2 separate regions of the Rattus norvegicus genome follow, and region 2 is linked to region 1. The links are chromatin contacts, called in public Hi-C maps. All regions are on one chromosome and are shown on one strand. The core of a region is the stretch at or near the end of the contact, and the rest is flanking DNA. Distances in the headings are between cores, read along the strand shown. Region 1 overlaps Camk2b (calcium/calmodulin-dependent protein kinase II beta). Region 2 holds the start of Camk2b (calcium/calmodulin-dependent protein kinase II beta).

Evidence for each region. Hi-C and Micro-C count contacts between places; a contact is called where the count stands out from the background.
Region 2: a contact with region 1 is called in a Hi-C map of frontal cortex, with 2.0 times the contacts expected there. The contact joins the promoter of Camk2b here to the enhancer-like site in region 1. A contact is called at or near these places in 3 of 12 Hi-C or Micro-C datasets (frontal cortex, hepatocytes and psoas muscle).

The regions. Positions count from the first base shown.
Region 1 is chr14:85,088,826-85,093,879 of GRCr8, forward strand. It overlaps Camk2b (calcium/calmodulin-dependent protein kinase II beta), which reads right to left. Exons shown (of 21, transcript NM_021739.2): 4 at 2,323-2,377. Among named protein-coding and RNA genes, the nearest start is that of Ykt6, 45 kb to the left of the region's middle. Within about 2 kb of position 1,551, at least 69 of the 93 cell types and tissues checked have an H3K27ac peak or open chromatin away from gene starts, as enhancers often do.
Region 2 is chr14:85,146,495-85,152,194 of GRCr8, forward strand. Camk2b (calcium/calmodulin-dependent protein kinase II beta) reads right to left here and starts at 1,450. Exons shown (of 21, transcript NM_021739.2): 1 at 1,304-1,450. The coding sequence starts at 1,368.

The sequences.
Region 1 (5,054 bases), core at 301-2,800:
TCATACCTGGTGGCATTTAAATGCTTTTTCCTTCACACATGTTCCCTGAGAAAACTGAGTTTCTTACACCCAAGTGGGCTCCCCAGAGCTGGCAGCACATGGGTTTGAGCCAGGGCTTCCCAGGGTTACTCCCGGCTCTGTGACCCTTAATCCTAGGTCTGAGACTGTCTAGCTTCCCTTATTCAATGCCCTGTTGCTTGGGCCATATTTGAAGCATCAAACAAGGGATTTAGTGCCTGGATCTGGGCTCCAGGGTGGGCTGACGTCTTGAAATACTTGAATGCCTGTCCCCAAGAGACCGTAGACAACATTGGTAGTATATCCGCCCACACGCTCTCCTGTTCTCTGTCTCTGTCTTCTTCCATCAAATGCCAATGGCAAAAGCGGAAATAGCAACACTGTGAATGGGTGGTTTGCACACACATGGACCAGGAGAGTCAGATCCAGCAGGAGCCCAGGTAAGGGGCTGTCATCCCCAGTGCTGTGTGATTGATAGCTTGAGTCTCAGCACAAAAGAAAGTTCTCGACCCAGGCTTTGAAAACTCAAGTCTGGGCAGAGAAAACGGCATAAGGCAATGCATCTTGGTATGGAGCTATAGTTCAAAGGATGCCCTTGGGGGGGGCCAGGGCCAGCTTCCCTGAGTAACTGCATGTGTCAGGCACTTGCATGTCGGTGTGCGGACACCAGGGCCATCTCTTGGTCCAGAGTCATGGCGCAGGGAGCTGAGCCTCTTCTCAGCTGGCTGCTGTGGGAGATGTGGGGTCACTGTTGGGAACCCTGCTCTGTAACTTGCATGCTTAGGCCTGGTGTGTACCAGTCACCTCCCAAATCCTGCAGAGCTCCCAACTGACAAGGCCTTGAGGGCTGCTGGGGTGCTAATCACCTCAGAACCTGCAACCCTGGAGGCTCTGGAGGTATGGGAGGCCTTCTGTCCAGACCACCTCCTCAGTCTCTCCCTGCAGCTGTCTGCCTGGCATATATTGGGAGGTCTGAGAGATAAATGTGTCATACCTACACATAAACACATCCAACCCTGCCCCCATCCACTCTCTTTCCTTCTCAGCTCCTAAAACAAGTACAGCCATCCGCTGGCCATCAGAGGCCCTGGGCATGACCACCCTCAGCCCACAGGCCTCTGTTTCTGGAGAAGAGAGGGTGGTGAAAGTGATTCTGAGGTACACAGGGGGAAAGTGAGCCTGCCCCACCTCAGGTCATAGGACTGATGTCTAAGCAGTCATCACCTGTTCTGTAGCTGATGATTCTAGGCACGGTCTTGTGGGACACACAGAGGTAGCTGAGAAATAAACAAATTCCATGCAGGGACAGCCTCTCTCAACACCCGAAGATACTACAAGGCAGAGAACGCTGAAGCCTGCAAGTCCAACCGCCTGGACATCTGTCATTTGCAGGAGGAAGAGCTGAGAGGTGGCCCTAGGAAGCTTCTTCCGGTTCCCATTCAGCCTGTTGCTCAAGGGTAGCCAGAGGGCATGAGGTAACCATAGTAACAGTACCAGAGCCAGGCTTCCCTGGATGTGCAGTCTGAAGGCTGCCTGGACAGGCCAAAGCCCCTGGGCCCCACCCAGCCCAGGGTCCTGAAGCAGCCCTGATTCACAGACAGCTAAATATAGTGCTTCTTAGCAGGAGCTGTCAAGAGTAAGGGAGATGAGATCATCGCTTCTAAATCCGGCAGGAAGTGAGAGGCGGAGTTGGCCCTGAACGCCTTCTCACTCAGCTACTGCACACACACTCATGCAAACACACTCACATATGCGTGCGGACACACACACACACACACACACACACACACACACACACACACACACGGAGGCCTGCATCCCCAAAACACACCAGTCACACTTCTAAGACGGACATGCCTGTTCACTCATGGACTTGACGCAGAGCATCTCTGCGCTTGCTCTAAGCCCAGGTGCTGTCACACACACGCACGCGTGCACACTTATCCTTCCACCCACGCTCATCAATGTGCATGCTCATGCCAACGCAGCATGACAGGCCTCAGGCGGGAGGGAGGTGAATGGACACTGGCTGCTCTCTGTGGTCTTCCCTCCACTGCCTCAGCCTACCAGCTTTCTGCATGGAGGACGTCCTCAGCATGTCAGATTCAGACTGTGGGTAAAAACCCGTGCATAGCCAAATCAGCGCTGGCTAGGCTGGACATGGCTGGGGATGAGGTACCCCCCTGCAGAAGTGCACTTAAGGAGAGTCCTGATGTGGGGACAGGCTTGCTCCTGAACCTGAGGAAGCTGTGGGCCCCATGCTGGGAGTGAAGGAAGGTGAGGGTCCTTGGATCTGGCACTTACAGGTCGAAGACCAGGTAGTGGAAGCCCTCTTCAGAGATGCTGTCATGGAGGCGTACTGCGGGGACAGAGAAGTCATGAGGAGTGGGAGGTAGCCCAGGATATTCCCTACTGCCCACCTCCACCCTGACGGGGCCCACACAGCACCAGTGCTGCAAGCTTGGGGGAGGGAACTCCTCTCTGTAGCCCACAGGGTCTCCCCCAAGATAAGGAGACTGCCTCGGGCTGGGGGAAGATACAAGCTGGCTTGAAGTGCTGCATGCTGAGCCAGAGGGAGCACCACAGAGTCCAGAGGGAGCACCACAGAGTCCGGAGGGAGCACCACAGAGTCCGGAGGGAGCATCATGGAGCTCTAGGCAGCACTTTGCCCCTCTATTGGCCCCTTTCTGCTCTCCTATTTCCCCTCACAGGAGCTGTGTCATCATGGGAGAGGTTTCTGCAGGAAACAAACCTATTTTCCACTCTGGACTATCCTCGGCAGAACAGAGCCTCCACTCAGAAGGATTACCAGGTATGGCAGCTTTCAGAGGCTCAGACCTTGACTTCTGACTCCCTCTTGGTCAGTGGGATCTAACAGTCTTCCTCTCTCTGGCCTATTTCCACACCAGTTGCTGAACTTGTATCCAGTGCCTGCCTGGACTGGGCTGAGGCCGATGGGCTCTCAGGAATGAGGAACTCTGATGGCAATGGCATGGGGGAGCTACCAGGTCTCGGCCTGGAGCTGCACTCTGCACCAAGCAGGAAGGATTTTCTAGGAATGAGTCACTCTGGGCCCTGCTCTCCCGCATGCGGATCCTGCCCTTTGCTAGAACAGCATCCCCTGCATGCCGGGGCTGCTCCGAGCGCCTTGCATGTGTTAGCTCGATCAGCTCACTAACCAGGGGCTGCAGAAAAGGGAGCTTCAGCAGAGAGGCCGATGAACCAGGCGAGGGCACAAGGCCCACAAGGGGTGAATGAGGCTGTGGGAGCTGGGGTCTGGCTCCGGTGTGTGTGCTGTGCTAGCCCTGGCCCTGTGCTCTTGGAGTCTTAAGTTCCACCTTGCTGCCTTCCACCACCCAAGACTGGGCCACGAGGCTGGAGGGTGAAGAGCAGCCACCTTCTCCCTGGTCCCACAGGACTCCGGGACCTCAGGCAGAAACAACCCACACAACTCCTGCTCCTGGCACCCTCCCCTCTGTCCTAGTTTCTAGCTGGCTGCCGGCACCCTCCCTCCTGGCACCGGTCTTCCCAGGCACCGTCCTGATAGTATCCTTATGCCTAGGAACTCTGATCTGTCCCACGCCCCCACTTGGTTCCGGACACCTTAACCCCATGATGCCTTTCACCTTTAGCACACCAGGCCCCAGGCCTTCCGTAGAGACAGGAAATAGAACACCCACTGTGGCCGCCAAAGTAGACGTGTGGATTGGGAGGGATCCTCCCACTTACCTGAGCCCAGTGTGCAGCTCTATAAAATGGAAGAATCCCCTGTTCGTAGGGTGCTGTGAGCTGTGTTCCTATGTGAAGCAGTGAGTGCTCCCTGAGCCACAGCCCTGTGTCTGTCACTGTTGTCACCGTAGTATAATAAACACCAGATGACTGAAGCTCAGAGTCTGAGGCCACTTAGGGACCTGGGGTGTTTTCTGAAGCCCATGACAGTGGCCTAGAGGTAACCATTATGGAGGTAGGGTCTTACGTTTCTCCTCCATTTCCTGGCTCAGTAGCATAGCTTCCCTCACCTTACCCAACCCATCCTCTGGGACCCACATCCTGGTTATCTCTCTGGGCTATCAGAGCCTCTTAGTGAGGACAAGTTTGTTCTACTTGGCCCCCTAGACTCTCTCTCGCTACCTGGGCCTCCACTCTGTCCATGAGTCTGTGTCTCCATACGTCAAGACGAGTCCCTGGTACCTGCTGGCAGCCTCCTTCTAGGACCTTCCAACAAAACCCCTGAGGCTGGACCAGAGCACACTCTCCTTCCTAGTGGCGGGGCTATAGGGCGGCCTGTCTGAGACAGTCCAGCTGCCACCACACTGGGACATGTCATTCTGAGCAGAGAAGGCTCCCAGCAGTCCCAGGGGGACCTTCTTCCACCCATCCCTGAAGGCAATGCTCCAAGAAGGCCTAGCTGGTCCTTGGGGTTATCCCGTTGCCCCTTAGGGCCTCCAGGAACGACTGCTGGGGGCTGCCTGTCCTCAGCCACCTACCTAGAGACCAAAGAGACTTGGCTCATCTTGACCAAAGATATGTGTCCCATCTTCTTTCTAAGACTCAGTTTCCTCCCGCAGAAGGAACCATGGGGCTCTGCTTTACGTGGAATTAAGGTAGCGGATATGTGGACGCCATTTTTTTTCTCTCTTTCTTTTTTCTTTTTTTCGGAGCTGGGGACCAAACCCAGGGCCTTGCGGTTGCTAGGCAAGCGCTCTACCACTGAGCTAAATCCCCAACCCTGTGGATGCCATTTTTTAACACAGGTGCTTATTCTAATGGCTTCAAAGTAACTTTAACCAGCACATTAGACTTGCGAATTCACGGAAAAGGCTAAGGAAAACATGACAGAAATGTGAAAGAATCTATTTAAGAACACAGAGTAAATGGCACTTTGTCGCCACCTCTGTATAAGGTGGGTAGGTCCACCATAGCTTCTTGTCAGACCACCCAGGAGGGTCTGGGTCGGGTGGGCAGCAGCAAACCTCACCCAGAGCCAACCTACCCTACCTGAGTCTCCCAGGGGAGAGGAACTCAGGACATGGCCG
Region 2 (5,700 bases), core at 200-2,699, 58 kb after region 1:
CCTTGTTCCTTCCCATCCAGCATAGACTTCCTCCTGTCACTCCACTAGGCTCCTCACCCCCGCCCCCCAAGACCTGACCCAAATCCTCTCGGCACGTGCAGGAAGAAGTGGGGAATGCACACACCCCCACACTCCTCCAGCTGGGCACTCCACAATTATCAATGATCAGCGTCCCTCGCCCACCACAAGCTTTCAGACGCTTTTTCAGTAAAGGGGGGGGGGGGAGGATTTGCGGCTGGATGTGTAAGAGGAAATCTCGCCAGCGCCCCCACGGCACAAGACGGATGGGGGAGGGGAGAGGGAGTGGGATCCAGTTCTGGAGTTATGCAGCCAGCACCTAAGGATGCCCCTGCGGTCACCTTAAATCACAGAGGGAAGCCCCAGGCCCCTGAGGGGCTTCGTTGTATCTGAGACCCTAGGACAAAGCCCACTCTGGATGTTCTAAACCATAGCTTCACCCCCATATTGCTTGTGCTGCTGGGCAGCGTCTTAGCACCAGGGCACCTGTTCCCCACGAGGCCCTACTAGAAATACGCCTTTAAAGTCCCTCCCCTCAGCCTTCCCACCACAGGAGGAAAAAAAGGTCCAGAAGCCAGCCTCTGTCTGCCTCGATGACCCTGAAATCAGAGGCCCAACTGGCTCCCTGCCTCGCTCTCTTACCCCCACCCCCACCCCATGGCCTGATCCTGGCTTCCTGACCTCGTCCACCCCCTCCAAATTCTTGTTTCCAGAAGAATCTGGGGGAAAATCCTCTAGAACCCAGATTCCCCAAGGGACCCAAGGCAGAAGCTGCTCCCACGCTGCTCCCCCAGAGCAGATGGGGCCACGCGAGGAGCAGGCGCGGAGCGGGTCCGCCACCGCTGCCGCCCGCCTCTCGGGTGGGGGTGAGGACAGCGTGCCCACACCGGAGACGACCCCCTAGGGCTAGGACCGACCCTTCGGGCACTCTAGGCCTGGCAGCCTCCCCCGCGTGCCGTTCCTCTCTGACCTCCCCGCCGCCAAATGCGTCACGTCTGCCCGGCGCTCGGGGGACACCTGCTGCCGCCCCCGCCGCGCCGAGTCCATATCCCCGAGTCTCGGTCCCCGCCAAGCTATGGCACCCGGCAGGGCCATAAGCGCTGCAGTGGGGCAGCGGGGCCCAGAACCCGAGGCTCGGGGGTCGGGGCTGCACGGGGCAGTGCGCTTGGGCCCGCAGCTCGAAGGAGCCGGGGGCGCGCGGGGCCGCAATGCGCGCGAAGCGGACGGCGATGGGGTCCCCGCTCCCCGGGGTCTGCGGACAGCCCGCGCGCGCCGAGGCTCTTACTTGCCAATATCCTCGTATAGCTGGTACTCGTCCGTGAAACGGGTGCAGGTCACCGTGGTGGCCATGGCGGTGGCGATTGGGCTCGGCGTGCGCTCGGCTGCGCTCGGGCGGCGGCGACTCCGGCTCCCGCTCGCGGGCACGGCGGCGACACGGGCGCGGGCGCGGGAGACACCTCGGCTCGCGGCGCCGGGCGGGGGCCGGGCTGGGCTGCGCCGGGCGGCGAGCGCACGCGAGATCTGCTCGCTCTGTCCCCGCCAGGAGCGCGCCGCACACCTACGCGCGCAGAGGCGCGGGCGCCGCTGTCGCCGCCGCGCCCGCCCCGCCCGCCGCCCCTTGCACGCGCCTCTCTCGCACCCTACACTCGCCTGCACCCGCACACACACCGCACCCGCGCCTTCTACCTGCACTAGCGCTCGCGCCTGCACGCGCACTGCACCCGCACCGCGGCTCCCTTCGCACACATGTCGCGCCCGCGCCGGCACCCGCACTGCGCCCGCACCATGCAATCCCACCCGTGCCCGCGCCCTGTCCCAGCACATGGGCTGCACCACACGGTGCCCACGCACTGCGTCTGACCCTCTAAGCCCGCGCCCTGTACGGACAAGCCACTGGGCTGCGGCAGTTGACCAGTGGACTCAGACTCTTCTCCCCTAAAGGCCCACCTCCCTTAGCAGTAGGGAACTGCACCCCACTTGGGAGGGGTCGTGTGTCGCCCTCCCATGGGCTCCCCCATTCCTGTATCCCCCATAAGATGCTACCAGACCCTTCCCCCATAGCCTGGAAGAGCTACCCCCAAGTCTTCTAGGCGAGAGAAAAAGGATGGGGCGGTGGTCCCAAGACTTCCCTGCATCTCCTGGGATTGGCAACTAAGGTGTCTTCTGTCCTGGGCTGATCATTTGGAGTCCAGTTTGGGTCTTGAGGCAGCAAAACAGGGGCTACTCAGCTCTGTGAGGGGCTCATGTTCTGAGAGCTCACAGCTCTCAGGTAGCCTGGACAGCCCTTTGCCTCTGCCCTGGCCAGGAAGGGGAGCCTCCATTCTGTCTCCCTCTCTCCTCCAGCCTCTCTTGAAAGTGGCCCTGAAGGAAGGAAGGAAGGCACAGGTGGATTTCCACAAGCCCCCCTTCCCCCCAACCAGCATCCCTGACTTGATTCTTGGTGTTTGGGGCCAGGTCCCCCCTGGGCAGTTAGGAGGGACTCTGCAGCCAGTTTGGGTGGCACTGTTAGGCGACCTTATGGATTCTTTCCACTTACTGATCCCCAAGAACAGATTTGGTGGACTGGGATCTCAACCAAAGACTAGCCCTGGACATTCTACCAAGTATCTTCCTAGAAGAATGGGGTTTTTGCTGGGCGGCTACTACGGATCTTCCTAAAGGTAGATCTGACAGAGTGCTCCCAGGTGAAACTAGGCCTCTGGCAGGTCCTGATGACCGGTGTACAGCTCTGACTTTCACCACAAGGCAAATGGCTAGCAAACATGAGACTGCATGAGCAAGTGCAGGTCCCAGTTAGAGATGTCCAGCTGAGAAAATAGGAACCTGAGCAGAGAGGGAAACTCTACTGTGCCCCCACCGATGTATGTTTAGAGTGGGGGATACTGAGCTGTGGGACAGGCATGGGAAGGGTGTGGAGAGGGTGAAGGCCAGGCTGAAGCTTGTTCTTGGGGATAATGTAGCCTCCTGTAACATCACCGAGAGCCTCTGCTTGGGCTCTTTCTGAGCTCTGGTGGGAGAGGGAGGCAAGGCTGAACAACAGAATACAATTAGCAAAACAAACACATCACAATTGCACCCTTCCAGGGGAGTTAGGCTGTCTTTAGGCCAAGAAATCACAGACTCTTCCACCAGGGGAGAGATGACCTAGGTGGTGTCTGAATCCTAATGGTAGCTGATCTTGACTGTTAGTTACCCCCATCTCCACCACAGACGGGTCAACAAAGAGACAGAAGTAGCTTGTGACACAGTCAATAAGATGTGCTGGGGGGGGTGGGAGCTTGAGCGAAGGCTTGCTGTGCAAGCCAAGACCTAAGTTCGATCCCCAGAACCGATGTGCAGAAGCACGGGCCTGTGATTCCAGCACTAGGGACGGAGAGGGGAAGGTCTCTGGGGCTTACTGGTCAGCCAGTTTAGCTAAACTGGCAAGTTCCAGTTTCAGTGAGAAACCCCATTTCAAATAAAAAAAGTTGGAAAGTGGCCTAGGTAGCCATACATTGACCTCTGGTCTACACAGGCTTGTGGGCGCTCGTGAGCACACATACGCACACATTCATAAAATAAAAATAGATTCACAAGAAAGAGGGGTAGCCGGGACTGCCCATAAAGCCCACCCCATTTTTATTTTCACACAAACAAAGATATACGCACAGCCAGGGGGTTGGTGGTGACACACGCCTTTAATCCCTGCACTGGGGAAGCAGAAGCAGGTGATCTCTGAGTTTGAGGCCAGCCTGGTCTACAGAGTGAGTTCCAGGAGAGCCGGGACTACACAGAGAAACCATATCTCAGAAAAACAAAACGGAACACGAACACACATACACAAACATGCTTATACAAAAACGTGCACATAAGCACACAGACACAAAATATACCTATACACAGAACACACAGATGTACACACCAGGTGAGGACATGGCAGTACTCGGGGTACTCTTTTAAGTCACCTTTCAAGGGTTTCTTTCTTTTTTTTTTTTTTTTTTCGGAGCCGGGGACCGAACCCAGGGCCTTGCGCTTGCTAGGCAAGCGCTCTACCACTGAGCCAAATCCCCAACCCCTAAGTCACCTTTCAAAATGGGTAGGCTGTGCTACACAGAGTTGCAGTCAGTAAAGAGAGTAGTTTGGAGCCCCCTGTGTCCTTACCCTTTCTCCCTACTCTGTTCCTGTGAGCTCCCGGACATCCTCGAAGCCCCTTCTCCGGACTGAGCGTTACACTCTAACCCGGCTGGGTCAGGAAGGCAGAGGATCCAGCAAGAGACAATGGGGAGGAGGTGAGCTACCACAGGCTGTCCTTGCCCAGACAGCACACCCCACCTGCTACCTTCAGCCCCAGTGGATTCCCCCCTAGCAGAATGCTTAGGTTGGGAGGGAGAAAGGTTTCCAGCTGTGACTCTTTCTGCTCCTGAACCCCAGAAGCCTTCTCATCTGGCTTCGGCTCTTCCAGCCCCACCCCCACCTCATGTCATCTCCACCTCCCACTTTGTCCTTTTGGGCTCACTTTTGTAAGCAAGGAGGGTTCTCCCTCCCAGGTGGCAGCTGGGGTGGTTGTGGGGAATATCGGTTCTGGAAGGTTATTGTTAGGACGGTCACCATGGCAACAAGCATCACATCTGCAGAGCCACAAGTGATGCACATGGGGCTCATTCTCCCAAAGAAAATCACCACTTTCCTGATGCCTTTACCTCCGGGGTCTGCTGTGGTACAGGAGTAAGGTACCACTCCCACCTCTCACGGTATAGCACCAGCCCAGTAATCAGGCCATGTCTTCTGAGCAGGAGGACCAGAGCTTACCGATGCCCAATCGCCTGGCCCGGAACACATCGGTCCATTTAGGACAGTGTGGTAGGCATGCGAGGTGGCGGCAGTGATGGTAGTGGTAGTGGTGATGGCGGTGACATTAGCAGTAATGGTGGGGACAGTGGTGGTAATGGTATTGGTGGTGGTCATGGCAACAGCAGACTGGCCAGCTTTGGATCACAAAGCTAGTCCAGTATTGGCATCCAGATCTATCTTCCTAACTAGAGCCTTTAACTATGGTGCTGAAGAGTGAGAGACCCCCAGTACTCTTAGTGCAATCGCCGTGTGCCAGCTGTGTGCATGGGCTTGCCCAAGCACAGCCTCACACCAGAGAATGACAAGGTAGTCGTGTCTACAGGGCTTATACATTCAAACTGACAAGAGCACGAAACAGCTTTCCACAGTGATGCTTGACACACAATGATGCCCACTCCTGACAATGACTGCTTGTTTTTCCACAGTCTCAGTGCCTCCAATTAGCCACAGTCCCCAAAATACTAAATGATATATTGCAGGAAGAAACGATTCTTATGTTTTCAATTGTATGCGACTGCGGGGAGAGCCCGGTTGCACTGCATCCTGTTCTGGCTGTGAGCCAGCCTTTGGTCCTGTATCTCCCTCTATATTGTATGCATTATGGGAGCAAATGGCACACAGGGGTCTCCTCCATGGCCACTGGAGGCCTTGGGCCCCCCTCCCCCTCCACTTTACGATTAGGGTGGAGAGGCTAGTCTACACAGATTTAAAGCAAGAGACCTGCTAGAGGGTGACAGGTACTGCCTTCAGAGTGTCCACTGAAGGCTTTCTGTGGTGGTGACATGTAAGCAGGGCTCTGGATGATGTGGAGAGGATGACGTTAAGTGCATTCGAGAAAATGATGTTAGCAGA